Linked DNA regions of Zea mays: region 1 is linked to region 2. The links are chromatin contacts, called in public Hi-C maps. All regions are on one chromosome and are shown on one strand. Each heading gives the region's core, a stretch centred on a gene start, on an enhancer-like site or on the middle of the called end of the contact. The rest is flanking DNA. Distances are from core to core; before and after follow the strand shown.

Evidence for each region. Hi-C and Micro-C count contacts between places; a contact is called where the count stands out from the background.
Region 1: a contact with region 2 is called in a Hi-C map of ear, with 1.5 times the contacts expected there. The contact joins two enhancer-like sites. A contact is called at or near these places in 2 of 25 Hi-C or Micro-C datasets (ear and tassel).

What each region holds. Positions count from the first base shown.
Region 1 is chr10:111,492,109-111,498,400 of Zm-B73-REFERENCE-NAM-5.0, reverse strand. It overlaps LOC100383202 (splicing factor-related), which reads right to left. Exons shown (of 2, transcript NM_001175864.1): 1 at 4,846-6,292; 2 at 4,005-4,185. The coding sequence ends at 4,887. Among protein-coding and RNA genes, the nearest start is that of LOC100383202, 3.9 kb to the right of the region's middle. Within about 2 kb of position 1,255, at least 3 of the 20 cell types and tissues checked have an H3K27ac peak or open chromatin away from gene starts, as enhancers often do. A contact at or near this core is called in ear, where this site is marked.
Region 2 is chr10:110,765,858-110,771,648 of Zm-B73-REFERENCE-NAM-5.0, reverse strand. It overlaps a transcript of LOC100217064 not described here. Among protein-coding and RNA genes, the nearest start is that of LOC100217064, 9.8 kb to the left of the region's middle. Within about 2 kb of position 3,373, at least 19 of the 20 cell types and tissues checked have an H3K27ac peak or open chromatin away from gene starts, as enhancers often do. A contact at or near this core is called in ear, where this site is marked.

The DNA.
Region 1 (6,292 bases), core at 6-2,505, 730 kb before region 2:
TCGATTTATAAATCAGGTAAGATATGAATTAAAGATCATCTTACTTAGAAACTATCTTCTATCAACTTATAATCATAAACACATTTCTTTGATCGGAAAGATCAACCTACTATATATGTGGTAAATAAATATTTAAATATAAAAGTGTATGACATGACAAAACAATGGTTGTCACTGTATAGCAAAGTTTATTATGAACCTAACGCAATTTGACCGGGTCAATTCGGAGTTAAAACGATGAAGATATGAATTTCCAAGTTATTGGTATTATTTTTATAAGAAAAATCATTTTCATAATTCCTTTATAAGTGAGAGGAGTTCATTTGGTGTGTGGATATTATTTTCCAAAAGTTAAGGGCTAAATTCGCAAGAATTAGGACCTTGTTGTTCTATTCTTTCTATACGAGTACATTGCGGGTTTATTCTTCCAAACTCGAGGGGCTCTTTTATAAAAACTCCACGGCGAAGGGGTACGTTTGTTTCTCAGCCATCCGATCGTGATCTGGCGGTCCAGATTAGACCCAGCCCACACCGAACAGGTACGTAATATAGTCCCTACGATCTCATATCGACGTATGTGATTCAAAATGCCAGAATTTAAATCTCAACCACACACCCGTCGATCCACGACCCAGATAGCCCTTCGGCCGAATCGGTACCCTAGATTCAATCACCGCCCTACATCGCCGAATTAACGACCACCAACCCTCCTACCTACCGACGCACCGCATGGTTGCGCAGGGTGAGGACTACAGGCTCTCCCCACCCGAGGGTTAAGCGTCGAGTCTGCCATGGCCGCTCGGCCGAGGCCCTAGACGAGTGTTCACTCAGGGAATACGTTGCATCCTTGTACATGTGATCTGACCTTGCGACGAAGCTCGACGAAGAGGGGTCAGCGACGCTGCGATGGAGCGAAGCCCTGGCTTGATCGTCGAAGTGTGCCCGGGGCCCGATTTGCGGTGGGTTCGACGCTGCAAAGCGATGCCCTGCATAGTGCGTGGTCGACGTGGCCTGACGACGCTCGATTGAGATAATCCTTGACCCCCCCCCCTCGTTCATGGCGATAAACAAGGTCGTCCTTGTATATATACCCGGAGTCAGGGACTCAGGGGTGCGATTTTGGTCCCAAGCTCCCAATGGCTAACGAGAGGAACTCAACTAACCAAATCCACATCGCTCGTGCGAGCTTAACACGGTAGTGAGAGGAGCTCTAGTGAGGGCAGGTCCACACACCAGAGGCAAGTGGGCAACCAACGCATGAGCGAGCTGGGTAGCGCTATGGCAACAGATGAAGCAAGCGCGACGGGGAGAAAAAGGTAAGGCCTTGTTCGATTAATCCCGTTAGCCACAGATTTGATGGGATTGGAAAAAATTAAGAAGTTTGACTTGCTTGTGATTTAAACCCATCCAATCTCACTCAATCCACATGGATTGAGAGCTAACCGAACAAACCTAAATGGGCCGATGAGGTGAAGTTTCTACCCATGACGCCAACTTCTCCTTTCCTTTTCTTTCTTTTTTTTTATTTCCAAAAATTCAAACTAAACTCTTTCTGTGAATGTACTTAATCAAAGTTTTCTTCCTAGATTTTGATTTTCAAATTCAACTCCAACTAAAGTTCAATCTTCAAAATTAAGCCTTCCAAATAAATAAACTTCAACATAATGCATAATTTCACATATTTATTTAACATGTATTTATTTATTTTTAACAAAAGAAATATGCATTAAAAGTAGAACACATAATCAAAGTAATCTCTATTATTATTCATTGAATGACCCAAGTCTTGAGAATCTCATATTAGGGTTTACATGTTTAAAGGAGTTTTAGTGACATCGAATTATACATTGCTCATTTTTTCCACAGGATTTTTGAAGGAATTATGGAGTTGATTAAGGGGAGTGTTGAAAATCATTATTGGTGACCATAACTGTCATCGGTGGTTACTTACCGAAGGGCCACACCTCTTCTGCGAAGGGACCACACCCTTTCAACATGTCCATTCCCACTGTATATAGGTACAAAGAGATCAATGCAATATCAAAGTTCCATTCTCGATTCCCTTTGTGACATTACATGAAACAAGCACATTCCAATTTCTGGTTTTTCAATACACCCACAGCTGGAAAATGAACCAGTTGGCTAAAGCGTTCGATTTTAGCCGAAGATTTGCATGCAGAATAAATTATGTTGGCTTTGAGGATCTCGGGCAATATGACCAGTAGAGTAATCGTGCTAAAAAAAAACAAGCAAACAGGAAACGACACAAGGATTCAAATACAGAAGCTGCTAATAGATGGAACGGTAGTAATAGAAGAAACCAAATAAACAGTGTTATGTCAACAACACAGGGATGCCACCAAATCAAATCGATGTTCTAATGAACAAACAGGTCAACATGGAAGGCCTTAAAATTTGCCTTCTCCGTATATACCAAGATTGAAGAGAGTAAACAGAGCACAAGCATCATAATAACAAAAAATGTTCTCACTAGTTGCAAAGCAGCACAAACGAAGCAAGAAAAAAAAATCAAAGCACCCCTAGATCATTTCCTTAGGGTTTAGGGGCGCACAAACTGTTAATAAAGAAAGCAAGTGCCACAAGATTTATATAATATCATTGTATTTTCTGTTGACTATGAATTTAAATAGCTACAAACTAAAACTGTTTAAAACAAGCCCAGAATGAACTACATCAATCCATAATAATTGTGTGCACTCAGCTGACAAACTTGATTTATGATTTGCTTCAACCAGTAATCCAGGTTGGCTCAAGCATTTTCATGCAAGAAATCAAAGACAAACCTAAATGGCAAAGTTCATGTTCCACTTAAAAAAACGATATGCCAAAGGCTAAATAAATTTATATTGCAAATTGAGGTGGCTAACGCTCTAGATTCGAGGTCACATTAAACTGAATATAAGCAACCTATGTCTACAATACTATTGGGCCAACAACAGTGAGGCTGCGTCCCACTTAGACACCACAATCATGAAAAAACATCCATCGCAAAACTAACTAGGCTTACATTAAGGGAGAAAGGAAGAAAGCAAGGGAGAAAGGAAACAAATGACAAGGGAAAAAGACTTGTACCCTTAATCATTACATCACATATTTTTTCCCATCTACACAGCACACTGGATAAGAAAGTAACTTCAAAAAATAGACAAAAAGTAGGACAGTTAACACCTAGAAATCTATGAGACAACCCTAGGAAGCTGGTATATCTGCAACATGATGAAGGTTCCTAATGCTGGTTGTGGACTGACTATCGCATTCTTTGACTAGAATAAGCTTATGGTGATATCCTACTTAGAAAAACATAATCGAAGCCAACCTCCAAACCTTCAGACCATCTCACAAATATCATTGTGACAAGTGTCTTGCGCACAGGACTCCAGACTAGATCTGCATGCCAGCATGTCCTACTTGAACCGCAAACAAAAATTCCAATGATGTCAAAAGAGCATTAGCAACATAAAATATATTTGTAAGCTCTTCATCAAAGATTTTTTTTCAGCATTACGTGCATGCTTAGATACTCTAATGCACAAACATCAACTACCAAAAATGAGAAACTAGTTACTGTCTGTCAGTTGAAAATTGTGCAGAAACCAAATGAAAAACATTAGGTCCACACAATAATTAGCACCTCAGTATACCTGATATTCATCAAGTGCTATTGCCTGTGCCAAGCTGTCACAACAACTGCCAAACAACTTAGGTGAAGTCATAAGATAGAAAAGCATGACAGATTCATCAGAAGATACCAAACATGCATTTTAATTTTGGTGTTATACCAACCAGCATGGTGCAGCAAGCTTTTCTGTTCCAGATCAAAAGGACTGCTAGCACTACCAAATCAAGATGAAGAACAAAATATGAATAATAGTGAGGGTTAACACACTGTCACGAAGAACAGAGCATTAAAGTGACATAACAGGATAATCTCAAATAATAACAAGAATAGATATCAAAACAAAAGCATTAGTAAAAGGTTCTTTAAAATAGTTCAAGGACATAAGCAAATATTTCGATGCCAGCTGAGCCAGTAACACTTGATGCCTTCTTAAGCATGCAACCTCTGCAATGGTTTACAACAGCACACAGCAAGGTTAAGATGTGAGTCCCAAACTTCCAACAAGAAATAAATCAGGTTGGTATAAGCTCCAAGAAAGATCAAGCCTGTCAACAAGTCGAGACAACATAGAAAAGGTGAGGTTTAATTAGTAAACCGAGCATTGCACGTAAAAGAGGGGAGCAGGGTAAGCATAAAGCATATGGTCTATTAAAGGACCACACTGCTTGAGGAAGTGCATTAGATATCAGATCCCCAAAAATATCCAGGCATTCTAAAAAATGATAATGTCACATCCTATCAAAAGCAAATGTTGTCTTTGATTTCTTCTGACTTCCTTATCATCCCAAACAAGCAATGAGCATGTTAGTCCTGACCTCAATTTTAAAAAAAGATATTATCATAAATAAGCATCCTCAATGAGATAATATGTGTGTTTGGTTTAATAAAAAAACAATACCTCTAGCAAAAGCATGAAAATCCATAACACCAAAAGATGTTGAAAGGTGAAAATCTGGCATAATATAGACTCCAGAAAACTTTTACAGTGTAGACTCATTAAGTCAAAACGAAACAATGGGTAAGATATTAGTATATGGTATATCAGCACAATGGTCAAATTTAAGTATAGTAGTATATAGTACATAAATAACAAAACACATAGAATAACACAAACATGGGTTTCCATGTCAATAAAATTGCAAATCATGCCCAATTGCATCTTGCGAAATTAATAGAACACGCAGAGAGAGATCATGTTAAGTTACCTTTTGCCCTTCATTGGAAGAATCACCCAACTTCGCTTATATCACTTCATATCTGCCATAAACTTGTCATATTCTGCATCGGCACCATAGGGAGCAGTAGGCTGGTCGGTTGTGGAGGACAAAGGTGGTGGTGGTGGTGGAGGCACTGCACTGTGGGTAGCCCAAGGTGCAGTTGCAATACTCTGAGAGGGATCAACACTAGCCAGTGGTGGTGGAGGTGGTGGCTGAAATGGTGGAGGAGGATAGTATGGGGAATAACTATAAGGTGGTGGAGGGTACATCAATGGTGCATTTGGTGCGCCAGATGATGCATATACTGATGTTGCAACAGGGTGAGTGGGTGTACCAGAACTTGGTGGTGTTACACCGGGGGGGTAGTTCTGAGCTCCATCACTTGATGTAGTGCCTGGTGGAGGGATGGGAGCTGCTGGGGGTGGTGGATACTGCACCCCATATGGAGGTGGGGCAGCATGGCCAGGTGCAGGGGGTGCAGGATTGTAGATGCTAGAGCCTGGTGGTGGCGGAGGATATGAAGCATACGGTGGTGGCTGTCCCCAAGGAACTGGAGCGTAACTCCCTGGAGGAGGTGGTGGTGGTACCCCCATGTAGGATTGGGAGGAATATCCACCTGAAGTAGGATCCGTAGGAGGATACGATGGGGGTGCTGACACTGCTGGTGCCGGCTGTGGTGGCTTTCCAGCAACTCTAACCGCAATAACTCTACCTTCAAGATGGTGACCGTTCATTGCAGCAATCGCTGCATTGGCCTCTGACACGTCTGAATACTTGACAAATCCATATCCTTTGCTCTGTCCGGTGTTTCGATCCTTGATCACCTTAGCCATGACAATATCCCCAAATTGCGAAAACAGACTGACTAATCCATCATCATCCATTGTAGGTGGCAGGTAGCCGATATACAGATTTGTCTCGTCATAGTCTTTCTTGATACCATTGAGCCCAATGACAGCAGCACCACCACCGGCTGACCAAGGCGGGTTACTCCCCGTTCCAGCAGAAGCACCACCGCTACCACCACTTCCTGTAAGAGCCAACATTGGACCACCAGATTTGTTCATGGACTCAGGTGCACTGCCGCCACCAAGCTCAGCCAGGAAGTTCTGGTATTCATCATCCATCTTCTTACCAGAAGTGCCCTTGACTGGACAATCAATAGTCGGGTGCCCACCATCCCCACAGATCTTGCACTGCACATCACTCTTAAACGTGTTCATCTTGTTAGGGCAAGCATACTGCCTGTGACCAGCCTCACCACATGTTCTACAAAACTCGTCGTCCCTAATTGTTCCATTAAGAGCGGCAAGCTCCCGGAGCTGCTGCCGCTTGTGCTCATTGAGCACCTCATCCACCGGGGTGAGCAGCTTCTCCACCATACCAGCAGCCGCATCGAGTGCCTCCTGCGTCTCTGCCTCAACAAGCACGTGGA
Region 2 (5,791 bases), core at 2,124-4,623:
AAAACTGTGTTCCCAAACAGGGCCTAAATGTCTTTGTGTATGTATGTGCTAAACATTAGTAATTGTATTCAAACTTTAGCTCTCTATTTGAAAGAACTAAATTTTAGCACCTTGTTGAAGTTTAGCACATGGGATCTTGGATTGTATTCCACTGTTCCTGGCTTCATTCCACATGTGGCCTTGTTGCCAAGCGAGCTATGAACATTCCTGAGTTACTATTTGCAGTTGCAGCTTGATTGCCCTGCTGCAGAATACAGAGTAGCGCATGTGCTGGAAGTACGATGGTCACAGGATCACACGATTGGGTGTTCCCTTCGTCCGTAACGCGCTACAGAAAATTTCGTTTCTTGTATTTCATGATTCATCTGAACCACGATCAAAGCTTCAACTACTGCTGGCCCCCATTAGAACATGGAGATGTTCCACTGGAATAAAAGCTTAGGGCTTATTTGGTTGTGTATACGTGGCACCTGTAGAGGCGAGACAGACACGTGGGGTAGTCCGGATAGTCCGCGTGTAGACCATGTCAGAGGAGATAACCTTTTTTCGTGCGTGTTTATCCAACTAATTACGTAAATTATGTCAGAGAACACATATGAACAGGTCCAGACCCCCCTATATATAAAGGGGTACGTCCGATTACGGGCATTCCTAATCGAACCAATCAATCAATATTTCATTTCTTTTACTTTCTTGCCCATGTGGTGATGTTTGTCATGTATAAAGCGCACTCATTACATTTAGTCTTATCGGACATCACGATAAAAGCTCTAGCAAACTCTAGCTTCCTAAACGTGCTCTCATACTTGCTCTTGTAATCTTTCCTCTCACGAGCAGCAAACATAAACAGCTTATTGTCACATCCGGATTTAAGGACGAATTCAGATGCGTCTCAAATGTATGCTAGGATAAAGTCTCACACATATGATGAATCATGGTACAGAAATCAATGTCACATCTTTATTATATAATAGAAGTTCTATACAAAATAGCTAAATAAATACATTATATAACGACAACGATCCTCTTCAACCATAGCTGACTGGGAGACAATAGCCTAGACCTCTCCTAACCCATCGTAGCATTCTTCATGCTCCTTAGGGGTACTTGTTCTTGACCTCGTGTTATTATAGCAAGAGTGAGCTCTCATACGGTCATCGCTCAGCAAGTGGGGGGAAGTGTAGTGTAATACTTATCAAGCAGAATGGTTAAAGCTGAGTTGCTTTTAATAAGTTGGTCAAAATTTTATTAGTAATTACTAAGTTTAAGTACATACCAACCCAATTAAATAAGAGATCACAATCAATAATAAATCTCACAATGTAATGCAATGACATGTTAAGTTTAATTCCATAAGTTACTCATGTGAGCGTTCGAGCCACTCTTGACCGTGAGCATGACTGATATACCAGTTTCACACTCTGCAAAGGTTGCACATCTTTACCCACAAATCGTGTTATGCATTTGCCAAGGGATTGGACTTCCCATTCATATCTACCAAAGAGACGAGGCATGATAGCACTACAGGACCTTTACAAAGTTCCACGAGAAAACCTGTTATGAATTCAGGCAGATGGGGCATAGGCCATGTTCCACTGTCTGTAGCCCTATCGCAGTAATTACAACAGTACTATGCTTGTGCAACTCCTCCCCACTTGGCCCTTTAGGGTAAGGCTCTAACATACCAGCTTTCCTAGTTAATTGGCCAAGGGCATCCCATACCAACCTTGTAGTAACACTGTTTTTCTCTCGGGTGGTTCTCCATATTCTATTTAACAAAATGATCTTATCACGAGCAGTAAATAATCCAACAACAATAATAATAGAGCATGATCATCAATCATAAGTAGCATTAATCCAAAATTAGGTAGAGCATAGCAAGACTACCCAATAATTCATTTGTTTGCAAGGTGTAGGGTAAACAAGCTAGACAACCTGTTAGGTCCCATCAGTTTAACCTGATTATGCCACGGTGATTAATCATGAACATTATTAGGTCAAAGAATGTGATCAAGGACACAACTTGCCTTTTTGGTGCAACTCCAGGTACTTCTCCAATTGAAGCCTCAGGTTCCTTGTGACCTCTCGTCTATTCGCAGCGGTATGAATATGTCGGTTTGAGAACCACTAAATTCCGAATTAAAATGTAGGAGATATGATTTTTCGAAGTTTTGGGAATTATTTTGATACTAAAATCATTTTCTATATTCATTTATTATTTTCCTGGTTTTTCTTTTGGACTGCGCTTGAAGCTTTTTTGAAAATTCAGGGGCTGCCCTACAAAAGTTTGGACCCGAATGTAGGGATCTTTCTATTCACATGGATGGCGGGTTAATTTTCACTTCTCCGAGGGGCTCTTTATCAAATTGACTCGGCTGACTCGAGTGCACATGCACTGAACAACCCGATCTCGATCCTACACCTCGATTTACATCGGTCGAAATGTTATTTTGAAGATCTAATCTCTACCATCACTAGACAGATCAACGGTCGAGGACACGCTTCCTTATTCAATTCCCAGACAACGGCGCGCCCGTCCTCCCGTGGTGGAAGCCATCGTCGACATGCGCGAACCTTCGCCCCGACTTGCAATGCTTTGACCCGACGTGGTTGACGTGAGGAAGAGACAATGGCAAACACTGGGGAAGAAATCTCACCGCCGTTGGCGTCGTGGTCAAGCCGGTCGACAGTGCTCTACGGATCAGCGGGTGGGGTGAACTCTGACAAGCAATCCTGGTAGCCCCGACCGCAAATCCGCCCAAGAGAAGTTACATACACCTTTTGCGCGGCTGAGTGAAGCTCTTGGTTTCACACCCGAGGGCAGAACAGCGATGTGAACCCGATTCTATGGTGGTGGATCTCCTCTCGACCCCCAGCGAGCAATAGAGGTGACTCCAATCAACCCCATGGTGTAAGGGTGCTACGCGCGTGATCGGTGTACCTCATCCTTCCACCTCAACCCCTCTGTGAAGACGCAACAACGATAACTGCACGAGTTGGCGTCGGTGGCTTCTCCTCCCCTCTATGCGCTTTTCGCACTCCACACACTATGGTGGTCTTCCTTCCTCCCGGGCGGTGGCTTGCGATGGATGGGAGGGGTTCGCACAGTGCCCATGCTTTATATGGCCGAAGCCACGGACGCTGGCCATACACAATCGGCGGAGTTGGATGAAGTTTGTTGTCATTTGCTCAATTTGTTATGATCCTATCTGGGAAATGGATCTACCACGGCGGACCCAGACATCGGTCAATGGCGCACGATGTTTAAGCATAGGTCGGCTGATGCAGTGGACCCACCTTCCAACGTCTGATTTCCCCTCGCGTGCGGTGTTGTCCTAGGGCAGTGGAGCCCACTTGTCGAGGATGGTGCGGCGAGCGAGCACGAGGCTGGGCCGCGCGAAGAGCAGGTCCACACGCCTGGGCAGGCTCGGGCCAGCGGGAAGGCGAGTTGGGCTGAAAAAAGTTAGCTTGAGAGCATGTCATTTTCCATTTCTTCTCTTTTCTGTTTTTGTTTTTCTATTCTATTTTCAAATTCCTATTTTGAATCTAGTTTTGAAGTTGAGATCCACATATTTGAATGCAAAAACAAAAACACAGCATGATGCAAAGTATATCTTTTACTATTATTATTCTATCGTTTCAAGTAAATGTTCTAGAATTCATACATTTAGTAAAGAATGAATCACACAATTAAATAATTAAGGACTCCTTCATATCATTTAATTGAGACAATGCATTTAAAAATATAATGATTATTATTATTTATTTTTATGTAAAATCATAACTATATAATCTTTACTTAGTTTAAATCTTTAGAGAATATAAAATTCAACCAAGGATAACTTTTATATGAGAAACTTGTTTCCAATTTATTGTTAGAAAACATGTTTATCTAAAACTTGGGTGAATTCTTGCAAACTCACAGAATTAGGATTTTATGGTGTTACACTTATCCTGACTAGCCAAAGTAGTTGTTGGTCACTTGTTCTAAAATGCTATGAATCAAGAATGTAACACCCCTGGTGTTACTGTCACTAAAACTTGAGCATAACATCATGAGCATAAGCATATCATGTGATTGTTACACTTAGAATGCATTCACTAGGCAAAAATTTCAAACAAGTTGTATTGATGTGACTTGTCATGGGTGGAACCCTAGAGTAGGGTACTTAACCCTAAACTGGGCTTAGAAGTGTAAATAAAGCCTAATTGAGAGAAAACTTCAAAACTCATGAGAAATAATCATAAGATATCCCACTTAATGAACTCAAGTAGTGTTCAAACCCTAGAAGTACCAAAAACCCTAAATAGACCCCTGGAAAACCCTAGACAAAAACCCTAAGGGGTTATATGTAAATTTTAACCACTTTTGGACCCAAGTGCAAAAACCAAGGAATTAGGGTACCCTAAAGCATATGGTTCACATATATGAGGATTTCCAAGTCAAAAGATGTGAAATGGGCTTATTTGCAAAAAGCCACTCAATTCCTCTCACATGACTAAGTCTAAAACCTGATGTCGGGTACCGTAATTAGGGGTACCCCAAATGCTCCTAAACGCGGCTAAAAAACATCTTCAGAACAAACCATAAACGGCTGATAAAGTGTGGTTCAAGTCAAGACCTCATCTACCAAGGGACGTGACCTCATCCGAGCCCAGCCTCGGGCAAGGACGGTAGCCCCGGACGGATTCACGCCTCGCCCGAGAGTCCCTTCAGTCAGCAGACGCACCCCCGTCTCACCCGAGACTAAGCTCGGGCAGACTTTGTCGTGCAGCGACCTCGGCCGGATCGCCCTACCAACCGACCGTATCGCATGCACATTTAATGCGGGGATCGCCTGACACCTTATCCTGACACGCGTGCCTCAGTCGGCAAGGTCGAAGTGACCGCGGTCACTTCGCCCCTTTACTGACTGTTCTGACAGGAAAACAACACTGTTCGCCCCGCTCCGGCTACTGTGCCAACCACCAAGGTAAAACTGAGTCGTGATCTCTCACGAGTTCAGCCTCGGGCGCAACAGGGAGCTCCGCCTCGCCTAAGCCTCGGCCTCGGCCTCGGGAGGAGTCTCATCCTCGCCCGACCTCAACCTCGGCCTCAGGAGAAGTCTCTGCCTCGCCCGACCTGGGCCTCGGACCGACTACGCTACAGGGGATACATCATTACCCTACCCCTAGCTAGCTTCCTCAGTCTACGAAGGAACAAGACCGGTGTCCCATCTAAGGTTACTCCGGTAACAGGTAATGATGGTTCCCCGTGTGCGCCCATGACGTCGGTTGCTCTCAAACCCCCTACGGAAGCAAGCAAACGTCAGCAGGATCCATGCCGCACCGCCAGCTATGCTTCTACAGGGCTCAAGGCACTTCTCCGATAGCCACGTTAGCACGCGTATAGGGCTCAAGATGCTTCTCCGCCAGCCACGTTAGCACATAGCTACCCCCCATTGTACAGCTGGGCATCTCCTTGTGTCTATAAAAGGGGATGTCCAGGGCCTTCCTAAGGCACGAGGCGGACGTGGACGTTGACACACACAGAGACGTTGAGATAGAGGGAGGCGGGGCAGACGAGACAGACAGAGACGAACGCACGGAGAGACTCTCTCTCTCTCCCTTGCTCTCGCCCTCGCTCTCTCGTGACGCTTGTAACCCCTACTACGAGCACCCCGATGCAAGATAATATAAGCCTCATTCCCTCGCTTGTGTTCCATCTTGCATCAACCCATCTGGGCAGGGGCACGCAGCAACAAATTCACTGGTCGGTTGACAGACCTCGCGGGTCCGAAACGCCGACAGT